Regions from separate parts of the Sus scrofa genome. Here region 2 is linked to region 1. Evidence: chromatin contacts called from public HiChIP or PLAC-seq data. All regions are on one chromosome and are shown on one strand. The core of a region is the stretch at or near the end of the contact, and the rest is flanking DNA. Distances in the headings are between cores, read along the strand shown. Region 1 holds the start of MMP14 (matrix metallopeptidase 14 (membrane-inserted)). Region 2 overlaps SLC7A7 (solute carrier family 7 member 7).

The links. HiChIP or PLAC-seq counts read pairs in DNA pulled down with a chosen protein or histone mark.
Region 2: a contact with region 1 is called in an H3K27ac HiChIP or PLAC-seq map of alveolar macrophages. The contact joins the enhancer-like site here to the promoter of MMP14 in region 1. A contact is called at or near these places in 6 of 47 Hi-C or Micro-C datasets (liver, retroperitoneal adipose tissue, skeletal muscle and 1 more) and 2 of 2 datasets of contacts at active chromatin or transcription factors (alveolar macrophages and skeletal muscle).

What each region holds. Positions count from the first base shown.
Region 1 is chr7:76,183,550-76,188,477 of Sscrofa11.1, forward strand. It overlaps MMP14 (matrix metallopeptidase 14 (membrane-inserted)), which reads right to left and starts at 2,335. Exons shown (of 10, transcript NM_214239.2): 1 at 1,996-2,335. The coding sequence starts at 2,097. MRPL52 (mitochondrial ribosomal protein L52) reads right to left here. Exons shown (of 5, transcript NM_001185151.1): 5 at 3,898-4,470. The coding sequence ends at 4,318.
Region 2 is chr7:76,217,753-76,222,680 of Sscrofa11.1, forward strand. All of the region lies in intron 2 of SLC7A7 (solute carrier family 7 member 7), which reads left to right. Among named protein-coding and RNA genes, the nearest start is that of SLC7A7, 18 kb to the left of the region's middle. Within about 2 kb of position 2,094, at least 5 of the 83 cell types and tissues checked have an H3K27ac peak or open chromatin away from gene starts, as enhancers often do. A contact at or near this core is called in alveolar macrophages, where this site is marked.

The DNA.
Region 1 (4,928 bases), core at 1,085-3,584:
GGCCTAGGATCTAAGCAAAGCAAGAACCACAGAGGAGACTATGAGGTCGGAACCACAGAAGAGAGGACTCTTGTGTCTGCGGCTGAGTGGGGGAAGGGCCAAGTGCCAAACAGGCCAGCGGGAGGAGAGGGCTGTCCAGGAGCTGGTGCAAGACTCGAGGTGGTGGGAGGGAGCTGGCTGCCTGAGGCCCAGGCCACCCCAGCTCTCAGCTCTCGTCCAGATTGGCCTGGAGAGGGAGCAACTCTGTTGGGTCAGAGAACTCAATCAGCTGGCTTTGTCTTGAAAATTGAGTGGTGCAAGGTATTGCCCTAGGGGAAAATCAAGGACAGGGACTCCCCTGGCCTAGGAGTCCTTGGGGGGCAGCGGGTTGGGGGACTCTCTGGCTTTTCTGAGGGCCCTGGATCCCAGCCCCTGGGTCTGCTCCTCCCTCCCTCTGCCTCCCATCCTTCATGGCCCAGACGCAAATGGTGGTTCTGGCACTGGGGCTGCCCATGACCCACTTAAAACGGAGCCAGGGCTGCTGCCCCTCCCCTAGGGGACCTAGTGGGGCAGGGGAGGGAAGGAAAGCAGGGCAGGCGAAGTTGGCAGTGGGAAGCCCCCCAGATGCCCAGGCTCCTTTTGTTCGGAGCTCTCCCCTTCAGGCCTCAGAGGAAGACTCCAGGCCTGGGGAGAGGTTGCCTCTTGCTTGTGGATGGTGTCAGATTTAGCCCCTGGGCAGATTTTCACTCTCCCAGGTCACCCCGTTCCTAGGGCCACACTTTTCCCCTCAGGACAGAGGGAGTGTGTTCTTTCTGGAGATGTTTCCTCCAGGGGTGGGACCAGGGCCGGGACCAAGAGGGAGGAAGCCAAGTCCAGATCCCTTCCCCCTGCTCTGCAGCTCAGGCCCTTCCCGGCCCCTCCCGACCGCACCCAGGCCCTGGCCGTGCTGAGTGGGTTGGGATGGCCCAAAATAAGAAGCTGATCAAATCTGTCTCCCACCTTCACCCCAAAATAAAAGAGAGAGAGAGGAAAAAACTTCCTCAGACAACTCCCACGCGGCTTCCTCCCGGGCCCGGTGGGCCAGCGTCGGGGAATGGGTGGGGGGCAACCCAGTCTGTGAGACGTGTGCGGGCACCTAGGGCCAGAGCCTGGCCCTGCTCCCCGGTACGACACCCCCAGTCTCCCTGCAACTGACACAGAAAAGCAATTAACAAAAAGAGCCTAAAGGCGCCGATGGCGGAGCAGGGAGAGGAGGCGGCGGCCAGGCCAAGCCCCCGGCTCACAAGGAGAGCTTTGTGTGTCCAGAAACTCGGGCCAGGGCGCCAGTGCCGCGACCCTCGACGCCAGGGCTCCGGGCCGGGGCACAGAGGGCTCTCTCGTGGAGGTGGGGGTGGCAGGGGGGCCAGGGCCGCTCCGCTGTCCACCCCCCGACCACACCTGGCTGCCGAGGCGTCGGGGGAGGGCCGGGACCGCCCCGGAGGCAGGAGGCGGCAGCGGCGGCCGCAGCGTGGGGGGCCGGGGGCAGCACGGCGCGGTCTCCGAGTCCCCCCGGCTGCCCGAGCGCCGCCGGCGAGCGCGGGCGGGAGAGCGCTGGAGAGCTGGAAAGTTGGAGAAACAACAAACTCTCGCACATGACAAGAAACCGGGACAGCGCGGGGTCTGAGCCGAGTCCAAATATTTATCAGGCTCCTGACCGGTTCCAGGGCTGAGCTCAGAGCCCAGGGGAACTGGGGAGGGGTGGGGAGTGGGCCCCCGCTGGAAAGTTCTTCCAGGGAAAGGAATGGGGAAAAAAAGTCAGCGGCTGGGGTGGGGGGGCAAAAGTTGGATCGGTGAGAGGAGGCAAAAGTTGGATCGACTTGGAAGTTTGGAGAGGGGGAGGGAAAGGAAAGGAAGGGGGATCCTGCAGGCCGAGACCCCGAGAGCCCTCCTCTCCGACCGGGGGCTGTTCCCCCGAAGACCCCCGGGCTCGCCTCCCCGCGGGCGCAACTCCGGGCAGGGCCCGAGGAGCTCACTTACTTCGGGGCTGAAGCTTTGGGCAGAGCTGAGGGAGGCGAGCGCGGAGGCGAGCGTGAGCAGGGGGAGCAGCAGACTGCGGACGGGTCGCGGGGCGGGAGACATGGTCCGCGACCGTCCAGGCAGTCGGGCCGTGCGGGCTCCGCGGCAGGGCCCAAGCCCCGGGGTCGCGCCGCCGCTCCCTCGGGCAGCCTTTGTCTTCGGTAGGCACTGAATTTGGGTTCCTAGGGCGCTGTCCTCTTGGAGATGAGGGGCTTGTTCTTGAAAGCGCCTGTTTGCTCGTCCCCTCTTTTCCGTTTTTTGATCTTTCTTCTGCTTAGTGGGCGAACTGGATCGTGAGCCCTCTCTCTTGCTCTCTCCACTGGTCCCTCCCTTCTCCCACAGCCTCCCTCCGCCCCCGCCCCTATGCCCTCCTTTCCCGGTGCGGACGTGGTTGTTTCAGCCTGAATCCAATTACAGCCAAGAGCCGGGTAAAAAAACCCCTAAGTTGCCTTTCTGTGGTGGAGGCTGCCATCTGCAGGGGTTGAGGCCACAGTCGAGAGCGGGGGACTGTGGAGGGACTCAGGGGACGGGATGTGGGAGACTTTCTCTCTCTAAGCATATTTTGGGTGGCTTGATTCCTCTGGTATTCAGCATTTGTCTCACCTCCGTGGGAAGTACTGAGAGGCTCAGTGGCTGGGGCAAACAAGAAGCTCAGAGTCCGTGATGGTGGCGGGGGGCGGTCTTGCTCGTCCAGGAGACCTGATTTGAGGGGTTGTCTCCTGGGACCTGTGGCTCAACCGTATTTTTGTCCCTTATTCTTGACAAGCACCTGTGTCCCTCCCCTGACCAACCCCCTCCCCCCTAAAAGCAACAATAGCAAGACCTAACTACCCACTGAGAGATCCCACCACCACACTGGATCTGGGGATCCTGTCCTTGTAGAAAGACAAATGCACTTCTTTATTATTGTCATTTGTAATCTGCTGTTCCTTAAATTAGGACTGGCCAGGGAAGAAAGGAGTGCAAGACTATGGAATCTAGGGAAAGGCAAACGGAGTCTGGTGAAATTGCTAGAAAAAGGGAGAATGGGAGTCAGGACTAAGGAGTTCAGTTCCCCCGCTACCCCGGAAAAGGAGGTAATCCCTTAAAAAGTATAATCTCCAGAGGCTGAGGAGACTCTGAGAACAAAAGGTGGAGGTTTGCAGGGAAGGGGGAGGGCAGGCTAGAGCTGATGGTGGGAAAGGGAGACAGATAAGAGGCTGAGGGCTAGATCTGGAAAAGCAAAACGAAAGAGGCAGGAAAAGTGTGGGAGAGCGAAAACTCGACCATCAGCGAAATCTAAGATCTAAGAATTGCATTGGTCAGCGAGAGAGGAAGGAGGTAGTGGGGGGAAAGACAGCAAAAGAAGGAATAATGGAGGTTGGGCGAAATTAAGTCAGGTAGGAAGTTTCAGAAACCCCAGAGACCCAGGAACTATCACATTTGTGGCAGGAGAATGAAAGAAAAGTCTAGTGCTCTGTATTGTATTGGAGCAAAGGTCCTATTTCCCCCAGACTCCATGGGAGGAGCCACGATCAATACAAGGAAAGGTTTCCCTGGGACCTGTGCAGCTAACAGGTTTGCAAGAAGTATACGGTGGCTATGAGGTGCCCTAGTCCACAGTGACTATTTGGTGGCTAAGCACCTCAGGGCTCCCCTATACAAATGGGGGTCAGGAAGTGCAGGCCTCTCTCCAACCGGCCTCTGGAATTCAGTCAGAACCACAGAAACCTCAGGATCCAACTCTTCGGCAGAACAAGCAATGCCCGTCTGCTTTTCCCCGAGTCAGTCTTCCCAGTGGGGCGATCCTCCAGGGCCATGTATCTTAAGTTTAGGAAAACAGATACCAATTGCTTGCCAAGAAGTAGGTCTCAGCTAGGAAAGCCTTTTTCATCAAAACATTTATTAAATGTGTAACTGCATGCAGCCTGAGCTGTATATGGGCTGTTAAAAGGCTTGGGTCCCTGGCTAAAAGCAGGAAAAATGTTGCCCCTTTTTCGTTTGTTGCCCCTTTTTTGTTTTCGCAGAGCTATAGCTCATAGTTAGGCTAGTCCCATGGCCTGAAAAAGAGGCGGTAAATATCCCAGAGCAAGATTCCTTTGAACTGGAAAGGAGCTGGGGGTGGGGGCACCGAGCCATCCCTTCTAGGCAGTAACCTTACAGACGGTTCTTCTTGGTGTCTTTCCTCCTTTGCCCGGGAGACAGATGGGGAGCATAAAGTTTTTCCTCTGGCTGGGAGGCCGGGTCTAGGTGATGGAAAAGAAAGCCAGACACAGGCTGGGGAAGGGAGACAGGAGTTGCTTTTTATTGACTTGGTTGTGGGTTCTGAAGTAGAGCCCCTTTGGATTTAAGAGCATTCTTCTGCTTGCCTTCTTCTTCCTGCAACTTCTCCTGCTGCCTGAGCTGCCATGCCTGTAACCCAGCATCCATTTCCTGTGACAGCAGTACAACTCGTCTCTGAAACAGACAGGAAAACAGTGTGGATAACATCTGGGGCTTGAGCTCTGCACCGTATATCCTTCCATTCACACAGATCAAAGTCAGAGGTTTCAGCTGGAATATGACACCGCTGACTGGGGAAGGGGTGGAACCAGGTCCTGGGCTGGGAAGCAGGAGGAAGGCAGCAAAATGTGTGTCTACCACTGGTTCCTGCCCTAAGAGTGCCCCATGCTATCCTCCCTTCTCACAGTCCTGTTAAAACCTTTGGCTGATAAAACTTTGGAGTGAGGGGTAGGTGTTAGATGCCAACATAGCGCAAAACAAATTACTACTAGAGTTCTCTTGTGCAGCAAGTTAAGGCTCAGGCATTGTCACTGCAGAGGCTCGAGTCGCTGCTGTGGCATGGGTTCGATCCCTGGCCAGGGAACTTCCACATGCTTCAGGTACAGCCAAAACAAAAACAAAAACAACAAATT
Region 2 (4,928 bases), core at 844-3,343, 34 kb after region 1:
GCTCTCAGAGTACTGGTGGGGCTGCTGGCCGCTGTAGGGCCTGTGTGGACAGCTCGTCCCCTGTCTGCAGGAGCCGCTCGTGGACTCTGGAAGACTTAAGATCTCTGGGAGCTTTGGCCCGTCCTCAGACAGCTTCTCCTGGGACCAGAACCGCTGGCTTCAAGTCCTTGTGGCCAGTGAGGTGGAAAAGCCAGACTCTGGGCCCCCAACTGCCTTGTGCCTCGAACTTTGCCTTTTGAACTTTCTACTTGGAAGCTAGTCACTTCTAGTCACTTCTTCCAGAGAGATTTTCCATTTTGAGATGGCAGTGAGGAAACTCACATTTCATGTTCTGCATTCATAGCAACAAATGGGCTGAAGTCAAAGCCTTGGCTTCTTTCTGGTTTGGGATCGTTGTGAACTTTTTTTTTCTTCTTCTTTTTAGGGCTGCACCCACGGCATATGGAGGTTCCCAGGCGAGGGTGAATCCGAGCTACAGTTGCTGGCCTACACCACAGCCACAGCAACGCCAAATCCAAGCTGCATCTGCGACCTACACCACAGCTCATGGCAACACCAGATCCTTAACCCACTGATCGAGGCCAGGGATTGAACCTGCAACCTCATGGTTCCTAGTCGGATTCGTTAACCACTGCCTCACAACGGGAACTCCCAATGTAGACTTTGGAGCAAACTCTTCACCAGCAGGGAGGGAGGTAGAGCTCTGTGCTGGCCTGATCCCCCAGGCTTTTCAGGGGTTCACCCTTGGTCTCTTTTTCTGGTCTTTCTGTTTGCCTCAGAAGAGGCTAAGAGGGCAGCCTAGGGGAGGTTGGGGAAGGAGCTAGGGACAGAGGGCCCCAACCTTGGCTGAACATTAGAATCACCTTGGCAGGTGGGGGGGAGGTTTAAAAAATACTCATGGCCCCTTCTTCTCCCTCCCTGTTCCCCCAACCAAATAACTCTGGACCCCTGGGTAGAAGACTGGGGATGGGCTTGGAGAACAAGAATTGAGGAAGCAGAAAGTTGCTGCTGAAAACTGAAGGAGACCTTGGAAAGAGAGGTGTTCAGCTGTCCCTGTTCTTGAGAATTGCCTGGGGAGCTTGAAACACATGCCAATGCCTGGGCTCCACCCCGCAATTTGACTTCGTTGGCCTGGGTGGGGCCTGAGCCCTGGACTTTGTTAAAGCTGATCGAGCGATGTCAGCTGGAGCCAGGAGCCCAGAGTTAGGTGAGGGCTTGGGCTTGTTCTCATCAAAGTGGTTCTGTACGTGATGACTTGATGATGGTAGCACGCCCCTAAGCAGGCCGATCAGCAGACTCCCCTGGGGAACCCCATCTCAGACTTCCTGAATCAGGGGTGCACCCCAGAGGTGTAGGTTCATGTTCCTCAGGTGATCCTGCTGCTCACTCGGGCTTGCAGTCCTGTTTCTGAGAACCTGAATTGGACCTAGCTGAGTGAACCAGTTAGGATCCAGTGAACAAGGCCTTGCTGGCTTTGAAGGGGCCAGTGGTGTCGATTAGCAGGAGACCCTCCAGGTACAAGGTGCTTGCTTGCTCCCTCTAAGCGGGGCAGAACCATGGTGACTGAAGCGCTGACTGAGTTCGTGGAGGCAGAGTGGGAGGAACCTGATCCAGTGACCAGTGGGGATTATGCTTTGTGTCTTTTTTGTTTTGTCTTTTTAGGGCCGCACCCTCGGCATATGGAGGTTCCCAGGCTAGAAGTCTAATCAGAGCTACAGCCTACACCAGAGCCACAGCAACGCAGGATCCGAACCATGTCTGGGAGACCTACACCACAGCTCATGGCAACGCCGGATCCTTAACCCTCTGAGCAAGGCCAGGAATCGAACCCTCAATCTCATGGATACTAGTCAGATTTGTTTATGCTGCACCACAATGGGAACTCCTGAAATGTCTGGTTTAAGGCAAGAGATCTGAGGCTTTTTTGGAGAGCTTAAATCTGGTCCTTCTGAGGAAGCAGGCTCAGTAGAGTATTCTGGAGACAGCTGGGTATTCACAGCCTGCATGTACCTGTTAAGAGGCTGGGCTGCTCCCCAGCAGTGTGACTCCAACTACACCAAGACCGGCCTAATGCAGCGAGGGGTGGTTTTTCTTGAGCAAGGTGACGAAGTGCTTGCTCACAGCAGTGAAGCCCATAGATTGCTGTCCTGCTGATTGCTGGGGGCTGAATGACGTCACTAGTCAGAAGACGCATGAGCTGTGTCACTGGTGATTTTAAAGTTCAAGATAGTGAAGAGAGTGGCAGGTAGAATCTTCTTTTTTTTTTTTGTCATTTGAAAACTGTGTATGTGGAGAACCCCCCCCCCCCCCACAGAACTGGTACCAGACGGTAAATGCCAAGATACCAGAAGGATAGACTTTGGTGAGGGGATGGATTTCGTAGTGATTGAGAGATACACACTTAATAAAGCTTTAAACTAAAAAAATTTTCTTGGCTGTGCTTGTGGCATGTGGAAGTTCCTGGGCCAGGAATGGAACCCGTGCCACCTCACTGACCTGAGACACTGAAGTGACAATGCTGGATCCTAACCTAACTGAGCCACCAGGGGAACTCACTCCTAAACTGAAATTTTAGAGGAAAGGAGAAAAATGCACAGATAAAAGTATATTGGAGTATCTGGGTATTTTGGAGGCTGTGAAGTATTCTAGAGAAAGAAGAATAAAGGTGGAAAAGTTGCTTAGTAATGCACCACTTGGAGAAGATAGAAGACTGGGAGTGATGTTTTTGGATTCAGAAACATTCAATGAGGCTAATAAACACATTTTCTTTTCTTTTCTTTTTCTTTTTTTGGCTGTCCAAGATATGTGGAGTTCTGGGCCAGGGGTCAGATCTGAGCCACAGATGAGACCAAAGCCACAGCTGTGGCAATGCCAGATCCTTTACCCACTGTGCTGGGCCAGGGATCGAACCTGTGTCCCAAAGCTCCCAAGATGCCACTGATCCTGTAGCACCACAGCAGGAACTGCAGCACATTTGCTCCTTACTTTTCCTGCAAGGAGGAAACAAGTTCAAGTCTGATTAGAATATGACAATGAAAGAGTACATGTCGTTCAAAAGTGATGGATTTGCTAGAAGAGCTGAGATTGATGTGGCATATCAAAGAGAGGTATGATGATCTGCTCTAATAAGGGATGCCCGTTCCCTCTGGGCAAGGTCACATTTTGAGTCTTTTGATTCCAGTGAGAGGGAAGTTTCAGGACCAAGACACAGAGAGTTGTCAAAGGATTTTATCTCCCCCTTTTCTCTTTCCCAACAAATGTAATGAACAGTGCTACCTAGTACAGCCTCCAGGGCCTGCCTGCAGGTGGGCTGCTTCTTACAACTAAACAGAAGTCTCTTTCTTTCTCATGACAGATGCATGACCCATCTCTTAGAAAGGGCACCCGGGAGTTCCTGGTGGCTTAGCAGGTTAAGGATCTGGCATTATCACTGCTGCAGCTCAGGTTGCTGGTGTGGCTTGGGTTCAGTCCCTGGCCTAGGAACTTCTGCATGCCATGGCTCAGCCAAAAAAACAAAACAAAACAAAACAAAACAAAAGGAATCCCTATTGTGGCTCGGTGGGTTAAGAACCTGACCTTGTCTCTGTGAGAATATGGGTTCTATCCCTGACCTGGCTCATTGGGTTAAGGATCTGGCATTGTTGCAATTGCTGGTATAGGTAGAAGATGCAGCTCAGGTCCAGGGTGGCTGTGGCTGTGGTTGTGGCCAGCAACTGCAGCTCCGATTAGGCCTCTGGCCCTGGAACTTCCATGTGCCACAGGTGTGGCCCTAAAAAGTGAAGAGAAAAAAGAAAAAAAAAAAAAAAGGGCAGCAAGGTTCTCTTAGCCTCTGTTAATCCCATCTGCTTATCTTGGAAGAATTATTACATGGTGCTATCAGAGGGCTCTTGGTTTCCACTTGGTGATTTTTCCTGAAGGTCTCCCATAGTAAAGTGCATGGAAATAAACCCCCATCCTAAGGGAAGAAGTGCGGTGAAAAGAAAAAGAGGATAAAAGCAAAAAGAAGTAGGAATGATGTAATGGTGGGCATATGCCATGCACCATTAGATTGGAAGAATAAATTCTTTGCTCTCCTTGTAAAAATTATAAAATTTGTATAAAAGGTAAACATGGTAGCAAAGGAAGCTTCAGTACCTTGAACATCTTTTGCTAAAATTGCATTCTCTGAGAAGTAGGAACTCATTACGTTTAACAAATGGTTTAGTATGGAACACGTTTGGGGTTTTTTGGGGGGCCACGTCATGCAGCAGCTTGATGTGGGATCTCAGTTCCCAGACCAGGGATTGAACCCAGGCCACAGTAGTGAAAGCACTGAGTCCTAACCACTAGACCGATAGGAAACCCCCAAACACTTTTTTTTTTTTTTTTTTTTTAATAGCACTCATAGCACATGGAAGTTCCCTGGTCAGGGATTGAATCTGAGCTGAAGCTGTGGCAACAAAGGATCCTTTGACCCACTAGGCTGGGCTGGGGATCAAACCCACGCCTCTGCAGTGACCCAATCCGCTGAAGTCAGATTCTTTTTTTTCCTTTTTAGGGTCATACCTATGGCATATGGAAGTTCCCGGGTTAGGGTTTGATTCAGAGCTGCAGTTGGCCAGCCTACACCACAGCCACAGCAACGCCAGATCTGAGCTGCATTTGTGATCTATGCTGCAGTTTGTGGTAATATAGGTTCCTTAACCCACTGAGCAAAGCCAGGGATTGAACCCACATCCTCATGGATACTAGTTCAGTTCTTAACCTGCTGAGCCACAACGAGAACTCCCTGCAGTCAGATTCTTAACCCACTGTGCCACAGCAGGAATTCCACATGTTGCTTTTTGATGAGCTTAGATTTTTAGAAATAAGATATACAAGAGACTATGAGAGGTGATGTAACAAGACTAAATAAATACAGGAGTGGCCCAGACCTGCCAGGAGAATGC